Linked DNA regions of Mus musculus: region 1 is linked to region 2. Evidence: chromatin contacts called from public HiChIP or PLAC-seq data. All regions are on one chromosome and are shown on one strand. Each heading gives the region's core, a stretch centred on a gene start, on an enhancer-like site or on the middle of the called end of the contact. The rest is flanking DNA. Distances are from core to core; before and after follow the strand shown. Region 1 overlaps Sipa1l3 (signal-induced proliferation-associated 1 like 3). Region 2 overlaps Sipa1l3 (signal-induced proliferation-associated 1 like 3).

The links. HiChIP or PLAC-seq counts read pairs in DNA pulled down with a chosen protein or histone mark.
Region 1: an H3K27ac HiChIP or PLAC-seq map of extraembryonic endoderm stem cells shows a contact between it and region 2. The contact joins two enhancer-like sites. A contact is called at or near these places in 2 of 484 Hi-C or Micro-C datasets (embryonic stem cells and urothelial organoids), 5 of 115 datasets of contacts at active chromatin or transcription factors (embryonic stem cells and extraembryonic endoderm stem cells) and 3 of 9 other capture datasets (adipose tissue, liver and pancreatic islet).

The regions. Positions count from the first base shown.
Region 1 is chr7:29,469,581-29,475,097 of GRCm38.p6, forward strand. All of the region lies in intron 2 of Sipa1l3 (signal-induced proliferation-associated 1 like 3), which reads right to left. Among named protein-coding and RNA genes, the nearest start is that of Sipa1l3, 33 kb to the right of the region's middle. Within about 2 kb of position 1,916, at least 39 of the 459 cell types and tissues checked have an H3K27ac peak or open chromatin away from gene starts, as enhancers often do. A contact at or near this core is called in extraembryonic endoderm stem cells, where this site is marked.
Region 2 is chr7:29,361,837-29,367,002 of GRCm38.p6, forward strand. Sipa1l3 (signal-induced proliferation-associated 1 like 3) reads right to left here. Exons shown (of 23, transcript NM_001081028.1): 12 at 4,715-4,966; 13 at 2,335-2,472. Among named protein-coding and RNA genes, the nearest start is that of Dpf1, 56 kb to the left of the region's middle. Within about 2 kb of position 1,430, at least 10 of the 459 cell types and tissues checked have an H3K27ac peak or open chromatin away from gene starts, as enhancers often do. A contact at or near this core is called in extraembryonic endoderm stem cells, where this site is marked.

The DNA of each region.
Region 1 (5,517 bases), core at 666-3,165, 110 kb after region 2:
CAGAAAGTAAACAGACTTGCCCCCAAGAAAAGAAACCAGTCCTGCAGCTTCCCCTGCACTGCTCTGGGCCCAGTTCCCAGGACCAGTCTTTGATCTAGAAGATTTAATTGTTTCCCTGATTAGACAGACACATAGCTCAAGAGGCTCTAGAACAAGTGTGTCCCTCACAGGCTTCCTTCCAGCTCTCCAGATTGGAGGCCAGGTGCTTCAGCAGAGGCTGCTGCTGCTGGCTATGCACTGGTAAGCAGATTCGTGTGCTTGCTAATGATCTGCCAGACACACCTCAGACTGTGTTATCTATAGTCTACAAGGACAGAGAGCTGGGAAAACTCTTCATTCGAGGCCTTCCTTGGAGTTAAGGGTGGTCATGTGACTTATCTAGCCAGTGAGTCATAGTCAAGTCTGGCAGGTTTGACCAGAGTCCTCCGCTCCAGTTACCTTGACAGAAAAGCACCTGCAGGACTGTGTCCTTCGGGAAAGGTGAAGTGTTACTGCTAATGATGGGCACCACTTCTGAAACTGCCACTGCTGCCATCAGGTCCCCTGAGCCTTCAGTTCTGCAGAGCTCCAGACAGAAGGCAGAGCGTGTGAAATCATAGTAATTATAATAACAGCTGGCATCCGCTAATGTCACAACATGTGGTGTGCCCATTTTCAGAGCATCCCAAGTGTTAGCTCACTTTATCCTGAGCTCAGGAGCAAGAGGCAGGGTCTATGTCCACCTTCATTTACACGTGGCCAGAGCCAAGAACCAGCCTGCCCAGCGCAGGACACATCGGAGGGGTATTAGAACCCACACAGTCAGGCTCCCGAATCGAAAATTGTTTATTTGGGTTTCTTGGAGTTTTGTTTGAGACTCCGTCTCAGTGTGAGGTTCAGGCTGACCTTAGATTCAGCTTCTCCCATGACAGGGTAAAAAGTGTGCCGCCCTACCACCTCCCTCATCAAAGCTGCTGATCATGAGCTTTGATTAAACAAACAAACAAACAAACAAACAAACGTAGGCCAACCTAGGTCTGTGAAAGCCTAATCCACTGCTATCACAACCTGGGTCCTGACTGTGGCCAACCGAGCACAGAAAACCCCGTGGCTGCCACTGAGACAGTGCCCACAGAAAGAGAGAGGTGATGGGACTTAGCCTATTTTGGGTGATGAGAGAGGACCAGGGTCACAAGAGCATAAGACTGAAATCCTCCAGACACCAGATCGCATCCAGTGGCAACAGCTTGCTGGAGAAATGCTTACAGGTTCTCCAGGACAGTCCTGGCCCTCCCTTGCTCACCTACAATGAAGGCCATGTGTACTTGGACACAGAGAAAAGCAGGACACAGAAGGAAACAGAGCAGAACGCCATACATACCTAGGTGCTCTCAGAAACAAGGCCATGCCCCTTCTCTGACCATAAGCCTTGCTGCCTGCACATGCTGCTCATGCAAGAGTGTTCTTCCTCCAGCAAATAAAAGCCTACCCATCCTTCAGTACCAGCTGGAAGCCACAGGGAGATCTAAGATGGATGCACTTTTGAGTGTAAAGACCAAGCGCCAATGGGATGTTGAATTGGCTGGCTTTTGTAATAGAAAGGAGGACATACCAAAACAGATCTGCCTATCTGCTCCTATTTACACAGCAAAAGGGGTGGAGAGGCCAGGCAGGCAGGGAAAGGGGGAGCAGAGCAGAGCCCTCTTGCTGGGGCGTCTGTACACACTCATTCATAGAACTGATTTTGATCAGCCTAATCTATCTTTTCTCTGGAGTATCACAAAAATAAAAACAAGGCAGGGGTGGCCGGGAGCAGGTCAGAGAAGGCTGTGAGTGCAGATCTGAATAAACAGAGACAATGTCAGCCTCCCCCACTAGCCCATGGATTCCTGTGGGCAGGCTGGAACCTGTGCTGGCTGCCGGCCAGCGGCCTGCCCAGCAGCTGGTGCCCCAGCAGTGCTCAGAGTGTGGAAGCGAAGATACCAACAGATCCACCTGCGGCCACACCCCTGGGTTGCCCACAGCTTGCAGCTGGGCTCCACCTGAGGGCAGAAGGCAGGGAGGAGAAAGGCGCGCAGCAGACTAGAGAAATGCTGAGAGCTAGTCTTCTCTGAGGGGCACAGGCTGAAGGAAAGTAGGGAGGGCCAGAGAGAAAATACTGAAAGCTTGGGGGACATACTGACTCTTGCAATGACTCTTAAAGTAGCCAGACACTACATAACCAGATAACATGGCTGGGTCCTATAAACTTTATGACATTGAAACCATAATCTGACGTGTCATGAGACCTGATTTTTCTTTCTACTAATAAAAACAAAACAAAACAAAACCCACATAGAGCCTATTCTTAGTTACCAGGTCATAGGATAACAGGCAGTGGGCCAAATCCAGCCCATGGCTCTACTCTATAGTCTGTGGTATACCTACCATGTTTATATATGTGCTCGCATCCACAAGGAGCAGCTCACAGGCTGGACCTAGGGGTGTGAGCCCATTCATTACCTGAGCTAATCAGAAGGCTGGGGCAGGAGGATCTCAGGCCCAAAGCCTACAGGGCAACTCAGCTCCTGTATCAAAATGAAAGCAAAAAGGTGCTGTGCAAAGTCTATTATATATGGAAAAGAGACCAACTCTGCATTTTAAAATTCTGAACCATTTAAAATAGTGGTTTTAATTTCTTTTTGTTGTTGTTGCTAGGCACTGAAGCCAGGGCCTCACAGATCCTAAGTACCTTCTCTTCCACTAAGCATAACCCAGGGCAAAATAAAACTGTTATAAAGAAAATACTAAAGAGAAGAAGAGCCCAGGCTTTGGTACAGGAGACCAGAGACATGTTCCTAGTGCGACTCTGCACTTACTGCGCACTGAGCAAGCTTCACAACTCCCCAAGGCTCTGTGCATTAGGCCTCCTAGGGCTGCTGGGAAACTCTCTGGGTTCATGGTTCTGTACAGTAGCAGGTATCAGGAAGCGGGGTTACAATGTTCTTTGTTACCAAGGAAACTCTACTAAGTGTTACCAAGGCTATGAGCCCCCACCCTCACCAGCTGCTTGTGACTGAGGAAGCCGTTGCATCAGCATCTGCATTGCCCAGAGGTGCACCTCATAGTCGCATCTCTACATCCCAGTCAACAGAGTGTAGTTCTCCAACATGGGGTCCCTTAACTGTCACAATGGACGGACTATAGGACCCTGCATCTGAGAGATTATGCAGTCCTATTTATTAAATGCCCATGGGGCACCAGGATATGACCTCACTTTAAACTGGGTTTCTTGCCACCACCATCTGGCATAAAACTGTTTCTTTTTAGGTGCCTGCTCTTGCTGTATATTCCCACTAGTATTCCCATTCCCTGAGTGTTTGTCCCTTTACTGATGACCTCCTCAGGACCAAGAACTCCTCTTAGCTCCTGGCCTCTTCTAGCCCCTCACTTCCCAGCTGTTTCTCCACAACTGGGGCGCAGTGAAGGGGAGGTCTAGTAAACTGTTGTCCCTCCTAAGTACAAGCCATAGCCAGGGTGAAAAACTACCACATGTTGAGTCAAAGTACTGAACATGTAGGACACTTGTCCCAGCTCCTGTTCACAACTGTCCATTTTGTTTAGAGAAACTGCTGTTCCCCCTCTCCCCATAGCTCAGAGGTGAAGTGGTGTCTCAGTCAGTATTAACTGTCAGCTTGACACAGGCTAGAGTTACCTGGAAAAAAGGCTCAGTCAGGTAACTGTTGGTTTGTGGGTATGCCAATGGGAGCCTGCCTTGATTATTAATGCAGATGGGCCCAGGCCAATATGGGTTGCACCAGCCCTAGGCAGATGGGCCTGGGTCATAAACGTCAGCTGAGCATACGTCTGAGTCAGCCAGAGTGAGCCAAGACCAGTGTTCCTCTACGGTTTCTGCTTCAAGCTCTTGTCTCGAGTTCCTGCCCTGACTTACCTCAATAACGAACTGTGATCAAGAAGTATACACCATAGAAGCCTTCCCCTTCCCCAAGTCGATATTGGTCACAAGTGTTTTATCACAGCAACAAGAAGTCGAGAACAGGTTGGGGACTGCCAATCACAGGGTTCACAGACACATTTATTTAAACTGGACCAATCATTTCTTGCTCAAGAATTATAATTTTGGGCTGGAGAGATGAGAGTAAGGCTGCTCTTCCAAAGGTCCTGAGTTCAAAGCCCAGCAACCACATGGTGGCTCGCAACCACTCATAATGAGATCTGACACCTTCTTCTGGTGTGTCTGAAGACAGCTACAGTGTACTTATGGCCAGAGCAAGCAGGGACTGAGTGAGCGGGGCCAACCGGAGTGACCGGAGTTGATCAGAGCGGGCAGAGGTCCCAAAAATTCAATCCCCAACAACCCCATGAAGGCTCACAACCATCTATACAGCTATAGTGTATTCATAAAATAAAATTAAAATAAATCTTTTAAAAAAAGAATTACAATTTCAAGTTGTCAAAATACCCCACAAACAAACAAACAAAACAATGGTAATCACATAAGCAGCAAAATTAAAAATAATGGCAGCTAATACATCTTTAGCCTCATGTTCTGTACTTGGTACTGTTCTAAACTCAACTAAAAAGCCAACTTAGGGCATCCTCATGGCACCCTCCTGTTTTCAGCACCACCTCACTGCTCTCAAACCAAGTGCAAAAAAGGGCAGAAAGGGTAGGGGAGGCTGGTGTCCGCAGCCATGAGGCCAGCTGCAGAGTTCCCGCCACTCCCTGGCATAGGAGGGCCTGAACAAGCACTGGACACACTCATCCAGCTCTGCTTCGCCCTCCCTATTGTGGCCCAAGGTTGGTTTCTGTCACTTGCAACCTACAAACCTTGCTTGACAGATGACCATGGTCATGTACTTGGCCTCACACTGTGTAGACCAGCTGACTGACACTGTGGAACTGAAGTTTCTACAGACATTTCGAGAGTCTATGGTCATCTTACTACACTAGGGAAAGAAATCTCGCAGGACAAGGACAGAGCAGGAGGGAGAGCCAGGGTAAAGTCTGAGGATAGCCCTCCCTGTCAGGCTCCTGCTGGCACTTAGGGTGAACAATCTTTTGTTGCTGGACTCATCGCATGCATTATAGGTTATTTAGCACCCTTGGCCACCCAGGTCCTAAACTCTGACTGTCACCTTGGCTCACTGCAAAATCAAAACCACCTTCTCTGACCATCACGCATGAATCCTCCCACAATCCCAGGGTCTCCGTCCCTTGACCTTCCCCAAGCCCCCGTGTTTGACAGTACTGTCATCAACTCACTTTAGATTCTGACCCTAGCTGTTTTTATATGCCACAGATGTCAGTGAATCCTTGGAGCCTTGTCCCACCCAGGAGCTTCATCACATCCACTGATGCAATGGGTACCACACCTCAAGCAACAGAGGAGGAGACCGAGTACGGACCGCAGCTGAAAGGTAGGAGGAGCCCCTCTGTACAGCCGTGTCCCGGGGACACTGAAGTGGGCCTTATTACACAGCGTCTGGGCCTTCCCAAGAGTCCCGGGGGTACCCTGCTCTATCTCTGCTACCATTC
Region 2 (5,166 bases), core at 180-2,679:
CTTACCACATGGCAGGCCACTGTGCTGGGCACTGATCCCAGGCAAGTGGAAACTTATTTCTATGCGGAAATGTGTATGCTTGAACATACATGTTACATGTTCACAGCCGGAATATTTATAATGGCCCAAACCTAGAAACTCCCCAAGATTTTTTATTTGGGTAGATGGTTAACCGACTTTATCAACCAGCTGCACCTTCTCTTAAAAAACAAAAACAAAAAACAACAACCCAAGTCAAAACAATAACAAAACCCTTAAACTTCATTTTATGAATGAGTGTTTGCCTGCATGTATATATTTATACCACACATGTGCCTGGTGCCCGTGGAGGTCAGAGGAGGCATCAGGTTCCCTGGAACTGGAGTTACAGACATTTGTGAGCTGCTATGTGGGTGTCAGGAACGGAGCCTGGGTCCTTTGCAAGAGCAGCCAGTGCCTTCCTTAACCGTTCCCTTACTTTTTATTTTTGAGACATGGTCTCACTAAGTTGTCCAGGCTGGCCTTGGACTTACTCTGTATCCCAAGTTAGCTGTGACTTTTTGACCCTCTTGCTTTTGCCTCTTAGGGTTTTGTCTCGTCTCGTCTCGTCTCGTCTCGTCTCCTCTCCTCTCCTCTTCTCTTGTTTTTGCTGCCATTTGCAGTCTCAGTCCTTACAGAGGCCAAGGTGTTGTCCCAGCAAGCTACACATTCTAGAATCTTCTTTGCCTCTCTCACATCCTGCCATTTAGCTCATTCATGCTCCTTCGTCTCTGTTACAAACTTTCATCAATGCCTCCTGGTTCAAATGCCCTCTTCCGGGCATGGTCCTCCTGAGTGGGACCGTGCTCCCCTCCTCGCTGATGTGCTCCTCAGCCATGTGGCTTGTGGGATCTCTCTTCAGCACAAGCAAGGAGGAGCAACAGGAGCCCTGGCCACTGAGTAGGCCAGACATTCCTCTCAGAACTTTACACACCAGAAGCCCCTGGGATGTGTGCTAATGAGGGCTGCACAGCAGCCTCTAGAAGTTTTCAGAGGCTTCCTCTCCCCCTTGACTTTACAGAGGCTTAGCATCCAACATGGCGCAGAGTGGGGCTCTAAGGGCACTGCCTACCAGCAAGGACAGAAACCCAGGGTTAGGTCCAGGAGTGTGTACTTGGATCAGTCCTCCTTGTATAAGAACCTCAGGTTGGTTGGATTAGTCCCTGGGCTAGAAGCAAGTGGTTTGCCTTTTGTCAGCCCCAGTGCCCTGTGATGGAGACGTGGAACAGACCCACAAGCTGCCAATCTTGGAGCAAACTCATGCTCTCCTCACTTGTGCATATGGATATGTGCTATGCCTAAGTAGCTGGCTTCTCTCTATCATAGGTGGCATATCCCTGCAACTGACCTTTGTCTGTCTGTGTCCTCTATCTCCTCTTCCCCACCCTTTTTTTTTTAAATCTCTCTTAACTGGGCTAAGAGAATGGAGATTGTTTGTGGCCACAGTCACGTCAGGGACCACAGAGGGAGCTGAGGGGCAGAGCTTGGGTCAGGCTTCCAGGAGGAGCACAGCTCAGGTTAGGAGGCTGGCCTCTCCTTAGGGATTTCCAGTGAGGAAAAGGCTGGGGCATGCGAACAGACTACATAGAAACCTGAAAGGAGGTGGCTGGTGGGCTAGTATGTGGCATTTCCGGGCCCTTGGTCAGGGACAGCGAGAGGCAGATCTGAGGGCCAGCCGTGCCAGAGGAGACACGGGGTCACTGAGTCTGGGAGGCTGAGCGGACTGAGCACAGGGGTGAGAAGGATTCAAGATGAGAACAGGGACAGGGTGGGACTGCCACTGACACAGGGACTCAGGAGGACCTGGGATCACATTCATGGGGCCTTGAATGGCTACTGTCCAGTCTGGGTCTGCTCCAAAGGTGCCGGAGAGCCATGGAGATTTAGGGAAGATGGCTGATGCTGTCAGGTTGGAGTTGGCTCTAAGGGGGAGGGATGGAACTGGAAAGACCATGTGACCTGGATAATACTGATGGCCTGGTTTTAGTGTGTGGGAACTAGAGACAGATGAAGAGGAGGCTGGGGAGAGGATGGTTTTGCTCAAAAAGCAAACAAACAAACAAACAAACAAACAAAGAGCCAACGACAACTTCTGTCGGAGCAGCTTAGCTCTGATTTTTGTTCTTCTGTTTCTTTGTTCTAAATTTTAAGGAGACATTGCCAATACCCTGGTGGTCGTTTTCTGACCTTGGAGGGGGGAGGTCCATAAACCCCATGACATGGTGGATGAGATAGTGAGGTGCCTTTCCTAAGAAAAAAAACCTGCAGCAGCAATCACCAGATGACATCATTTCAAAAGCAAAGGGAAACTCTGACCTTTCAGGAGAAGGCTTGTATCTTGCGTAGGTGGCAGAGCCTGGGGTGGAGAAGCTCCCAGAAGGCTGTCGGTAGGGAGGGACTCTGTCGGCCCCTGCTGGTGATGCTGCAAAAGGTGTTTCTGGGAAACTGACAGGCCTGGAAAGACACAGGAGAGGGGACAGAGGCAGGGTAAGGAGGCATCCCTGAGGAGGAGGAGGAGGAGGTATACAACACACCTGCCCTTCAAGTCCAGCCAGGTTCTGGCGCCTACCCCCCCTTGGATCTACATGCAAGGAAGAGGGAAGACAGGAGAGTCCTGTCCCCTCCCTCTGTGCTCCTCACCCAGCTTTGCAGCTGGGACAGGGGCCCCTGGGGACAATTCTCTGTCCTTTCCAGGGAACAAAACTGTTCTTCTGCCCCTTCATCTAAGGAAAATTTAAATATATATATATTTTAATTAAAACCTTTTTAGATACATTTACTTTTATTTGTGTATGACCATTTTGCCTGCATGTATATATGTGTACCACATGGGTGCCCGATGCCTGCAGAGGGCATCAGGTCCCTTGGAACTGGAGTTGTAATGGGTGTGAGCCACCGTGTGGGTACTGGGAACTGAGCCCCGATTCTTGGCAAGAACAAGTGCTTTTTTTAAGCACAGAGTCATCTTTCCAGCTCCCTTACTTATTTCTGAGACTGAGTCTCACTATGTAGCTCTAGCTGGCTAGGAACCCACTACCTCGACAAGGCTGGCATTGAACTCACTGAGATCCGTAGCTTGGCTTTGTTACTCTGTGGGTTTCTCTTTCTTTCATGCTTTTCCATCCCTTTCTCCCACCCTTTCAACTCCTTAACACTAGATAAGAAAGAAAAAAGGATACAGAAGAAAGGAAAGAGGCCCCTTAGTAAAGCTGGGGGCAGAGAGGGGATGGCCCTTAGACTACTTCCTGCTGACTACAGCCAAGTTTGAACTTCACCATCAGGATATCTGATTTCTCCTTTTTGTTGTTTCTTCTTTGCACACAACTACTTAACAAACTGCAACCACCAACCACCTGGGGCCTATATACTTGGAGTTCCCAGAATTCCAAATATCACACAACTGCAGAAACTATCTGCTGCAGGCAAAAATCACACCCCTGCTAGAGCACGAGGCAAATCATAGTCAGTTACTGTCTGCAGCAGCCCCATATCCCACACCTGGGAATAAAATGAAAACATAGTTTTATAATAGTGTTTTTTAAAAAGAGACCAAAATTCCAAAATTCTTACAACAGAGATCCAGCTGTCTCTGCCTCCCAAGTGTTGGGATTAAAGGTGTGCACCGCCTTGCCTGACTGTATGTATGTATGTATGTATGTATGTATGTATGTATGTATGTGTGTGTATATATATATATATATATATATATATATATTTTTTTTTTTTTTTGGTAGAATGGGGGCAAGGCTGAGGGCCACATACCCAGCATGCTTCATCTCTTAATATATAATGTATCCAAGTGAGTATCTCAGCTGGGCCTGGTGGTCCAGGGCTGTAATGCAGGCCTCTGAGAGGTCTGGAGCAGGAGGTTTTTCAGTTTAAGGACAGACTGAATAACATAGGGAGGTCCTGTTCTAAAGAAAGGAGAGTGAGCTGAGGATGTACTCAATGGGAGAGCATTTGCCCAGCCAGCCAAAGGACAGAGGTTCAACCCTCAGTATCCATAGACACAAAACAGTATACACTAAATACCAGTATCCAAGTCCCTGAGTTGACTGCCAGCCCGAGAAGCTAGTCCTGCAGGTTCTATTGTTGGCCCTGGAAAAAACCCTTTTTCCAACCTCATATAGAGAACTTTCTGTCCCTGTCCTGGGACCCTTGGGCCAGCCCAGGAGTGGGGAGAGAAGGGAGGAATGAAGGGGAGAGCAGATGGAGACGGAGGGGTAAGAAAGGAAAATGGCCAGGCATGGCACACACCTTTAATCCCAGCACTCCGGAGGCAGAGTCAGGTCGATCTCTGAGTTCGAGGCCTGCCTGGTCTGCAGAGTGAGTTCCAGGACAGCCAGGGCTACACAGACAAGCTTTGTCTCAAAAATCCAAAAACGAGGGCTGGAGAGATGGCTCAGTGGTACTCTTTTAGAGTTCTTGGGTTCAATTCCCAGCACCCACATGGTGGCTCACAACCATCTGCAATAGGATCTGATGCCCTCTTCTGGTGTGTCTGAAGTCAGCAACAGTGTACTCACATATATAAAATAAATCTTAAAAAAAAATCCAAAAAAAGAAAAAAAAAAAAAGGAAAATGACTGAGGGAAGAAAAAGGGCAAGAGCAAGGGTTGGAGAGAGAGAGATAGAGAGAGAGAGAGAGAGAAGGGTGAGGGACACTGGACAGCAGTGGTGCCCTGGGCGTCCTTACCTCTTGCTGTGCAGTGGCTGAGACTCTCGGAAGGGCACCACGGGTGTCTGCTTCGGGAGTCGGCTCAGGGACTGGGCATGGCCGGGAGTGGCAGGGGTGGTCCATTTGGTGGCCGGCAGAGAGTTGTGGGAGGCGGGCCCACTCCACTGCCAGGGAGCATTGCTGCGGTAGGGGGGTCGGCCCCCAGGGGTGGTGGTTTCCGACTCCGTCTTGGGTTCCGAAGCATTCATATCATAGGTCTCTGGCCACCCCCTGGAAAAGCAAGTTTGTTACTTATAAGGTCTGGGCCCACCAGCACCCAGGCCTTCTTTCTGCTTGGGAGGGTCCGGCTGTCTGGGTAACAGTGGGCAATTCCAAACCATGGTGATTCATTTTAAAGCCAGAGTGGTACCTTTCAGGTCAGTAATAGCCATATGAAGCTTACATATGGCTATTACTGCTAGGCCTGAATC